Regions from separate parts of the Mus musculus genome. Here regions 2 and 3 are each linked to region 1. Evidence: chromatin contacts called from public Hi-C and HiChIP or PLAC-seq data. All regions are on one chromosome and are shown on one strand. Each heading gives the region's core, a stretch centred on a gene start, on an enhancer-like site or on the middle of the called end of the contact. The rest is flanking DNA. Distances are from core to core; before and after follow the strand shown. Region 1 overlaps Pakap (paralemmin A kinase anchor protein). Region 2 overlaps Pakap (paralemmin A kinase anchor protein). Region 3 overlaps Pakap (paralemmin A kinase anchor protein).

The links. HiChIP or PLAC-seq counts read pairs in DNA pulled down with a chosen protein or histone mark. Hi-C and Micro-C count contacts between places; a contact is called where the count stands out from the background.
Region 2: a contact with region 1 is called in a Hi-C map of uterus, with 3 times the contacts expected there. The contact joins two enhancer-like sites. A contact is called at or near these places in 7 of 15 datasets of contacts at CTCF or cohesin (CD8 T cells, the NIH/3T3 cell line, embryonic stem cells and 3 more), 7 of 484 Hi-C or Micro-C datasets (double positive thymocytes, embryonic stem cells, muscle stem cells and 2 more), 18 of 115 datasets of contacts at active chromatin or transcription factors (the NIH/3T3 cell line, differentiating embryonic stem cells, embryonic forebrain and 12 more) and 4 of 9 other capture datasets (adipose tissue, embryonic stem cells, liver and 1 more).
Region 3: a contact with region 1 is called in a CTCF HiChIP or PLAC-seq map of the NIH/3T3 cell line, with 16 read pairs. The contact joins two enhancer-like sites. A contact is called at or near these places in 6 of 15 datasets of contacts at CTCF or cohesin (CD8 T cells, the NIH/3T3 cell line, large pre-B cells and 2 more), 36 of 484 Hi-C or Micro-C datasets (the AML12 cell line, B cells, the C2C12 cell line and 22 more), 22 of 115 datasets of contacts at active chromatin or transcription factors (the NIH/3T3 cell line, bone marrow-derived macrophages, embryonic hindbrain and 10 more) and 1 of 9 other capture datasets (embryonic stem cells).

The regions. Positions count from the first base shown.
Region 1 is chr4:57,672,351-57,675,074 of GRCm38.p6, forward strand. All of the region lies in intron 4 of Pakap (paralemmin A kinase anchor protein), which reads left to right. Among named protein-coding and RNA genes, the nearest start is that of Gm52699, 52 kb to the left of the region's middle. Within about 2 kb of position 1,376, at least 107 of the 459 cell types and tissues checked have an H3K27ac peak or open chromatin away from gene starts, as enhancers often do. A contact at or near this core is called in the NIH/3T3 cell line, adipose tissue, double positive thymocytes and 7 more, where this site is marked.
Region 2 is chr4:57,820,553-57,823,276 of GRCm38.p6, forward strand. The region is part of intron 7 of Pakap (paralemmin A kinase anchor protein); the gene reads left to right. Among named protein-coding and RNA genes, the nearest start is that of Gm26138, 56 kb to the right of the region's middle. Within about 2 kb of position 1,364, at least 83 of the 459 cell types and tissues checked have an H3K27ac peak or open chromatin away from gene starts, as enhancers often do. A contact at or near this core is called in adipose tissue, double positive thymocytes, heart atrium and 4 more, where this site is marked.
Region 3 is chr4:57,803,732-57,806,455 of GRCm38.p6, forward strand. All of the region lies in intron 7 of Pakap (paralemmin A kinase anchor protein), which reads left to right. Among named protein-coding and RNA genes, the nearest start is that of Gm35099, 50 kb to the left of the region's middle. Within about 2 kb of position 1,395, at least 44 of the 459 cell types and tissues checked have an H3K27ac peak or open chromatin away from gene starts, as enhancers often do. A contact at or near this core is called in the NIH/3T3 cell line, embryonic fibroblasts, muscle stem cells and 2 more, where this site is marked.

The DNA.
Region 1 (2,724 bases), core at 126-2,625:
GTGTGTGTCTGTCTGTCTGTCTGTCTCAAGCGTGACCAGTGTGTTCAGTTTCAGCACACTATGCCCTATAGCTTTAGCATTCTTAATCCTCCAGATCCCAACTCTGAAATGCTCCAAAGCTGGAAACTGCTTCATGTGTTATAATACCACAGTTGGAGAATTCCACACCAAGAGCCTTTGTTTCATAGGCAAAATGATTTAAAATATTGAGTGTATAAAATTAGCGTCAGGCTATGTGAATGAAGCCTATGTAGAATGTAACTAAGATTTCCATCCCATCTCCAAGGACTCCCATTACCCATGCTCAAGTATCCCAAAATCTGAAACCTAGAAGTCAGGAGTAGTGGTGATGCCTACAATACCAGCACTAGGTCTGTGGACACAAGAGCATCGGAAGGTCAAGGCCCCCTCAGAACATTGTGAATGCAAGGCCACACCAGCCTACACGAGACTCTGCAAAACCAAAACTGAAATTCAAGCATTCCTGGAAAAGTTTTTTCAGTCTGAAATTTTTAAAAATAAATAAATAAAAGACTTTTCAGTCTATGTCTCGCTTTCCAGTTCTTGAATTTCAAATGGTCTATCAGGTTGTCTCTCTGTCAGAAGGTTTTGCTTAAAAGCTTAAATCTGTCGCTAAATCATTTTGTTTTGATTTTTCCAGTTCTGGAATGGAAGTGGGGCTCTCGCAAACAAAGGGGAAGTGTTTCTGCCACTGAGCTACATGTCTTGCACAGTACAGGAGAAATCTTAAACGGCATTGTTTTTCTTTGGCTCTGAACTCACGTGTTACAAAAACTCTAATTTGGCTTAAGGAGTGCCATTCTCTGGCTTTGATCCCTACACATGAATCATTTTGCATCTGGAAGTTTCCATTGGGGAGTTCCTGATGTAAGGGAAATCTTAATCTTACATGTGGACTGAAAGTTCCAGAAATCCAAACCTTTCTCAGAATAGCATTTTCGTCATAATAGCTGTTTCAAAACACCATAATAAATATGGTAAGATAGTGGTCAGCTCAGCTGACTTAAGAGACCGCCTAGGATGCAGACCAGCCATCCTCACTGAAACCCAGTCCATCCCTGAGCCTTTACATGATCCAGCCACTAGGGGGCACACATGAGCCTGAGCCAGGGCGAAGCTGCTTCTACCTCAAAACCCTAAGCCGCAGCAAAAAGCGCCATAGGACCTTCTCACTGGCATTTTAAAGATAGAATGTTTCTGTTGTATCTGTGAGGGGGTAGACTGACAAAGAAATGTCAGAGAGGCTCCAAAGAGGCCAGCAGTGCTGGGCTGAGATGTGTCTATAGCCCTCCCAGGGTTCATTGTCGGGTGCCTGGGATCACTGGAAGACAAGCCTGTGTTTGCAGACTGTTCCTCCAGGTGTTTCCTGCTCTGGCCGGATGAGGGCGTTGAGAAGCATCTTAGCGGGTGCTTATTGTCCCTGTAGTGAGAACTTGTGGAGTAGAGACAATTTCAGTCCTTGGGAGATTTTTAAGTTACAGGCTTGATGTTCCTTGACTCACACTTAACCTTAGATCTCCAGTGGAGGAAGGACTACCTGCTGTCGAATTTCCTCCCCTTTCTCAGGAAGAGGAGCCCTGTGGGTCTCGGGCAGCCCAGCTGCTGTAGGAACTAGTCTGACAGGGAGGTGGGCTGAGAAGGGAGAAAGCCAAGGTCTTGCTGAACACACACAAATTCTAGACACTGGGCAACCCCATTCATTTTTAGGCACAGTCTCACAGTTGAATGATGCTTAATCTCTTCTGCCCCCCCCCCACCCCCCCAGCCTGTGGGCCACTGTAGCGCACAGCATTTGGTTAGGAAGTCACCAATGCCATTATAACGACAGCAAATAAAACTATTTGTTTTCCACTATGGCTCATACCACATTTGGTTCCGCACAGTCTTTCTAGAACATAGTCGATCCAATCACTTCTTTTAATTTTTTTTTAAAGTTTACATGTATGTATATATGTGTCTGTGTGAGTGCTTGTGGACATGTGTGCGCAGGAGCCAACAGAGGCCAAGAAAGGGTGTGGGATTCTTTGAAGCTGGAGTTCCAAGTGTTTGTGAGCCTTCTAACTTGGGTGCTTGGATCTGAACTTGAATCCTCACTCTTAACTGCTGAGCTCTCTGCAGCTCCCACCGCCACGACTTGCCTTTCAGGATCAACCTCCTTCCCTTAACCCCACCCCCACCCCGTCACTTCCTGTTCCTGTTCTGAAAGCTGGATGTAGTTCACCCCTTCTGAGATTCTCATTCCCACTTGCGCCTTCACTCTTCATTGGCTGCCAGGACTCCTAAACACATCTGTGCCTCGGTGATTTTTCTCCTCCCGTAAGATCTTACTCTAGGCATCAAGATTGTGAAATTCTGTCCTGTCCTTGTTTGGGTAGCTAAAGCATGTCCTGCCTCGTTTCATGTCAACTTGACACAAGCTGACATTTTGGAAGAAGGACCCTCAATTAAGAAATGCCCTGATCAGGCTGGCCTGTGGGTTCTCTCCCATATGCATTTCTTGCTTGATGAATAATGTAGGAGGGGCCAGATCAATGTGGAATCATGGCTGGTGGTCCTGGGTGCTATAAGAAGGCAGGCTGAGTGAGCCATGCATGAGAAAGAAGCAAGCCAGTAAACAGTGGTCTTCCATGGCTTCTGCTTGAGTTCCTGAATCCAGCCTTACCCTGCTTGAGCTCCTGCCCTGACTTCCCTCAACAGTGTACT
Region 2 (2,724 bases), core at 114-2,613, 150 kb after region 1:
ATTGATTTCCTCCAGTGGCCCTGTCTTTTCTGTACCAGGGCCTCACCTCCTGGGAACAGGTTTTCTCTGTCTCTGTAAAGGTGCCTTTGTTGGAGCCAATGGTTACTTCTCTTTACTGTAAACACAGTGTCCAGTGTCCTTTCCTTATTGTGGAGAGTCAACGGCTTTACAAGAAGCCTTAAAGGTCACTTTCTGCCATTATAAAACAAGCCAGAGCCGTGCGTGACTTAATATGAACACACAAGAGAAGCCTTCCTTACCTGGGACTTTAAAATCATTTAAATTCAACGGATAGCCCACTTATTTGTTAAATCATAATCAGGCTGATAAGTGTAAGGTGATCGTGAGAGGTGTGTAAAAATAAATACAGTCGACTCCCGTTTCATTCGTCCTTGAAGGTTCCAACATGGTTCCAAGCTGTAACCTTTGAATCGGAGAAGCTGGGCGGGTTCACGTTGCACTCCGTGTCTCTTAGGTCTGTGTCTGTCCAATACAAACGCGCAGGTGCGAGGTACAAGCTGCTCCTGCTTCACCTGAGCACTGTGACCTGGCTGCCGGCCGTGTCCTCACATCTGATGTGAGATCGGAGAAAGAGAAGGAAAGCCGGGTGAAACTTTCCCAGCAGCTGATTCTCAAGGTTAGGTGTCACAGCGGGGGCGGCAGGTCATGATCGCTACCTGGATGCTGTTCTCCCTCTTCTCGGTAGGTCGCGGGATCACCTTCGTGGTGGAGTTGTCTTTTGAGAGCGCATATCTGGCACACCTCAAGGGAGGAGGCTCATTTCTACTTTTAATTACATTGGTTTATTTATTTATTTTGTATGTATGTGCTGGAGCGCCCTCAAATGCTAGGACACGAATGTGGAGGTTAGAGGACAGCTTATAGGGAGCTGATTGTTTATTTCTACCATGTGGGCTCCAGGGATCCAACTCAGGTCATCAGGCTTGGCGGCAAGCTCCTCTACCCACTGAGTCATCTTCTGACCCACATTTCTCTTTTATCCTATTATTCTCTCTCTCTCTCTCTCTCTCTCTCTCACCAGTTCATGTGAGACCTTATCTCATGTAGTAACCCATGCTGACCTTGAAGTCTCTCTGTAGCAGGGGAAGATCTTGGACTTCTGATCCTGTGTGTCCACCTCCATATGTGTCCTCCTTGAACTTGATCCTCCCTTCCAAGGCCTGGGATTCCCAGCTGTGTGGAGCTACACCCAACAGCCTTCTCTTCTTTAAGGACCTTGCATTGATGAACTCAAAGCACTGAGTCACCTAGAAAGGAAAAGCCCCCCTCCCTGACACTTCCAGATCTAACCGTGCTGTGTTCCTGTGGACACTGTTTCTTTAAGAAAGCCAGAGTGAGGAGCCGAGAGCCTGCCAATGTCTCCTTTCTCCCTGCTTATTACCCAGGCCCTCCCCTACCTTTCCTTACACAGCGCTTTGTTTCCGGGGAGGCAGTTCTCTGGGGATTTTAAGCAGATGATTGAGTGTATGATGGTTTTAAACCAACTCGTAACAATCTCAGGCAAACTGCGAGGAAGCCAGGCTCACAGTGTGCTGTGAAGTCTGCTCCAGTTGTGTAGCATGATCCTGAACGTGCTGGCTGTGGAGGAGGCACGAGCAAAGGCCAGGGGCACCTCCTTTTTCTATTGCTTGAAACAAATTCTTTGCATCTCATCGGAGGCCCTCTTCTGGCCAAGTACTCTGACTTGTGGAGGTGGGGGGGGGGGGGTTGTTTATGCATCTGGGTGTCTCTCGGCCTGGGTCAGAGAGTCCGGAGGATTCTAACCTGCCTGGGGAGAGAAAGTCTTGTAAAGTGAAGGGGGTACCATCTGCTTACGTGGGCTTCTTCCAGCTCATGTGGATTAAAAACAGACAAACACAGAATCAGGACTACATTTTCAGAACTCTCTGGAAATTACTTAAGTCTATTTAGGAAGCTGTGTGCGCTGGCTTCCTGCTTCTCTAATCCCAGGTGGTTCTCTTGAGGTTATGGAAGGGGGGTGTGTGTGCACGGGGGAGGGTGTGCTTGTATATATATGAAATGGGTTTGTTTAAAGCAAAAAAAAAAAAAAAAAAAAAAAACAAAAACAAAAACCCCTTGTTTAGGATTTATTCATTTTCACTTGCATGCAGAAAAACTAAGATATAACAGTCCCACATCCTCCCATATGTGTGTCTTATTTATCCTGTGTATGTGTGTCTTGTAGGGTGCACGTGTGGGGAGGGTACACACCTGTGTCTGCACGTGCATAGAAGGATGCTGGGTATCTTCTATGGCTTCTGGCCTCATGATTTTGGGAAACGTTCTCTAAGTGAACCAAAAGCTTGCTGACTTGGCTAGGCTTTCTGGCCAGATGCTCCTGAGAGGCACCTGTCTGTCTCGTCTCCTATGCTGGTGTTCCATACAGGCCTTTTACATGGGCACTGCGGCTTTGAACTCAGGCTCTCATGCTTGCATGGTGAGGGTTCTTACCTGCTGAATAGCTCCCGAGCCCTGTCTTTTGGTTGGTTGTTGTTGTTTTTTTTTTCTTCAAAGATTTATTTATTATTGTATGTAAGTACAATGTGGACTTTTAATATAAGGAGGTTTGTGTGGTTGTAAAAGCTCTGACATGCTCTTGGAAGCAAGGATTGTGGGCTTGGCACTCATACTGGTTTAGGAAGGGACATTTATGTGGGCATTGGTGGCACAGGTTTGTAAAACCTGAACTCAGAGGCAGGAGAA
Region 3 (2,724 bases), core at 145-2,644, 130 kb after region 1:
TTTCCAACCTTATTTTTCTATTTTTAAGTGTGAGTATGAGTGTGTGTGTGCACACTCACACACATGCACATGAATACATTGCTCACCGAGGCCAGAAGAAGGCATTGGCTCCTGTGGAGCCGTAGTTTCATGATGAACACCCCAGTGTAGGCACTAGGAAATAAACTTGGAAGATAAAACTTGAGTCCTCTGGAAGATCCATAGCTATTCTTATCCCCGAGTCATCTTTCCAACCCTACTTGTAAATTTTTCTGTCTTTTATATTATCTTAACTAGGGATACTCAATGAAATAGCTGTGATGTTAAAAGGTCATGAGCCATAAGAGAGAGTCTAGAAAGTGTCCCACATTGGAAGAGGTTCATGATATGAGACCTGAATGGCACTGGGGACCTTGAATTGGACCATTTTGTCTGGGGTCTGTAATCTGGGAACTAGAATCCAATCAAGGGTGAGGCTGGCTTTGGCTTTGTTTTTGTTTTGTTGTTTTGGTGTTTTTTTTTTAAAGGACATATTCACTGAATAAAAACAGTGGAGCATTATGTCTACAACGGACTCAGAATAATATATGCATGCCATATATTCTAATTTTATAATTAATCTATTGAGACAGGGTCTCATATATCTCCGGCTAACCTCTAACTCATTATGTAACCAGAGATGACCTTGAGTTTATGATCCTCCTGTCTCCACTTCCTGAGTGCTGGGATTAGAGGTCTATATGATCATCCTATCCCAGTATATGAGAAACCAGGGCCTGAGCCCAGGGCTTCAGGATGGGCAAAGACGCTGCCAATCGAACTACTTCCTGGTAAAATTCTAATTTTTAGAAATTGTAAATAGGTAAAGAAAAGTATCACTATTTTTCTGTCTTAGTTGCATTGCAGTTTTCATTGCAGTGAAGAGACACCATGACCATAGCAACTCTTATAAAGGAAAACATGTAACTGGGGTTCAGAGGTTTCATCCATTATCATCATGACAAGAAGCATGGCAGTCAGTATTCGGGCAAACACAGTGCTGGAGAGGAATCTGAGAGATCTACATCTGGATCCACAGGCAGTATAGGAAGTGAATGACACACTGGGTGTGGCTTGAGCATCTGGGACCTCAGAGCCTGTCCCCTAGTGACACACTTTCTGCAACAAGGCCACATCTCCTAATAGTGCCACTAGCTACTTCTCCTGAGCACCAGCAAAGCTATGGGATCATGGTGGGAAGACACTGAGGGGGTCATATGCTGCTCCAGTGACATTCTACTGAGGCCCAGGTCATTTCAATCTGCTACTAATGTGATATACTAACGTGATACTGCAAACAGAGCTCAGCCTGATGAGATTAGATGTCCTCCATGCACATTCCACGATGTGACGCATCAGGCTGGTACCTCCAAATGCCTGTGGCCTGACTCAGATGTTCACATGATTTGTTCCTTCCCGGGCTATGAAAAGTGCTTGCCCACTATCAAAGACAGATTTAAAACAAAACAAAACACCGTAAAAATGCTAGGTGTGGAGTCAGAGGCCTGAGGTCCGGCACTCAAGGACCTGGGGCAGGAGGATGCTACATCTGAAGTTATTCTTGGCCGCAAAGCAAAACTCTTCGTCAAAACAAAATAAAGCAACAGTAACAAAAACAGTGCAAAACTAATGAAAAGAAAACTCAGCCTGGAGGTTCACTTCTTTGTAGAGAACTTTTTAAAGATGGCTCTCGTTCATGAGTTATTGCTTGTCATGCGCTTCCCCTTCCCGAAATTGTATCTGTCTGTTTGTTTAATTTTTTTTTTTTTTTACTTATTCATTTAGTGTATGTATGTGTCTTTAATGGCTACATATTAGCCACTGGAATTTATCAGGTGGTTTATATTAGGGGTGATTTCGTAGCTTCTTGTTTATTTTATTCTTTTAAGTTTTTATTTATTAAATTACTGTTGTGGGTGTACATGTGCCCCCTACCCTACACGGATGGAGGCCAGAGGTCAACATTTGGGGATCAGTTCTCTCCACTTTTATGTGGATCTGGGGGTTCAAATGCTGATCTCAGGCTTTCAAGGGAAGCACTCTACCCTCTGTGCTATCTCAATTACGTGTGCCCTCATTTATTTAATTTTGGGGGAGCTGGTGGTTGAACCTAGGGCATCATACATGCTGGGTGCTTGGCCAGTGTGCTACTCCCAAGCTGTGTCTGCGGCTCACTGATGTACTGGCTTCTAGTATTTGACTTTATACATATCATTGCATGGGGGCTGGAGAGATGGCTCAGTGGTTAAGAGCACTGACTGTTCTTCCAGAGGCCCTGAGTTCAAATCCAATCTGATGTCTTCTTCTGATGTGTCTGAAGACAGCTACAATGTACTCACATATATAAAATAAATAAACCTTTAAAAAAGTTATTTTTAAAAAAAATAACATTGCACTGAACATAGTTATCACTGTTGTTATCTAGAAACAGAAAAAGTTTATTAAGAAAGAAAAAAAATCAAGGTCCTTCAGGGATAGCAGTAGTCTCGTGAACTTAGAAAGTGGTGCTCAAAAAGCCTATACTTAGGGGGCTGGAGAGATGGCTAAGCGAATAAGAGCACTGACTGCTCTTCCAGAGGTACTGACTTCAATTCCCAGTAACCAACCACATGGTGGTTCACAACCATCTGTAATGGGATCCGATGCCTTCTTCTGGTGTGTCTGAAGGCAGCAACAGTGTACTCACATTTATGACATAAATAAATA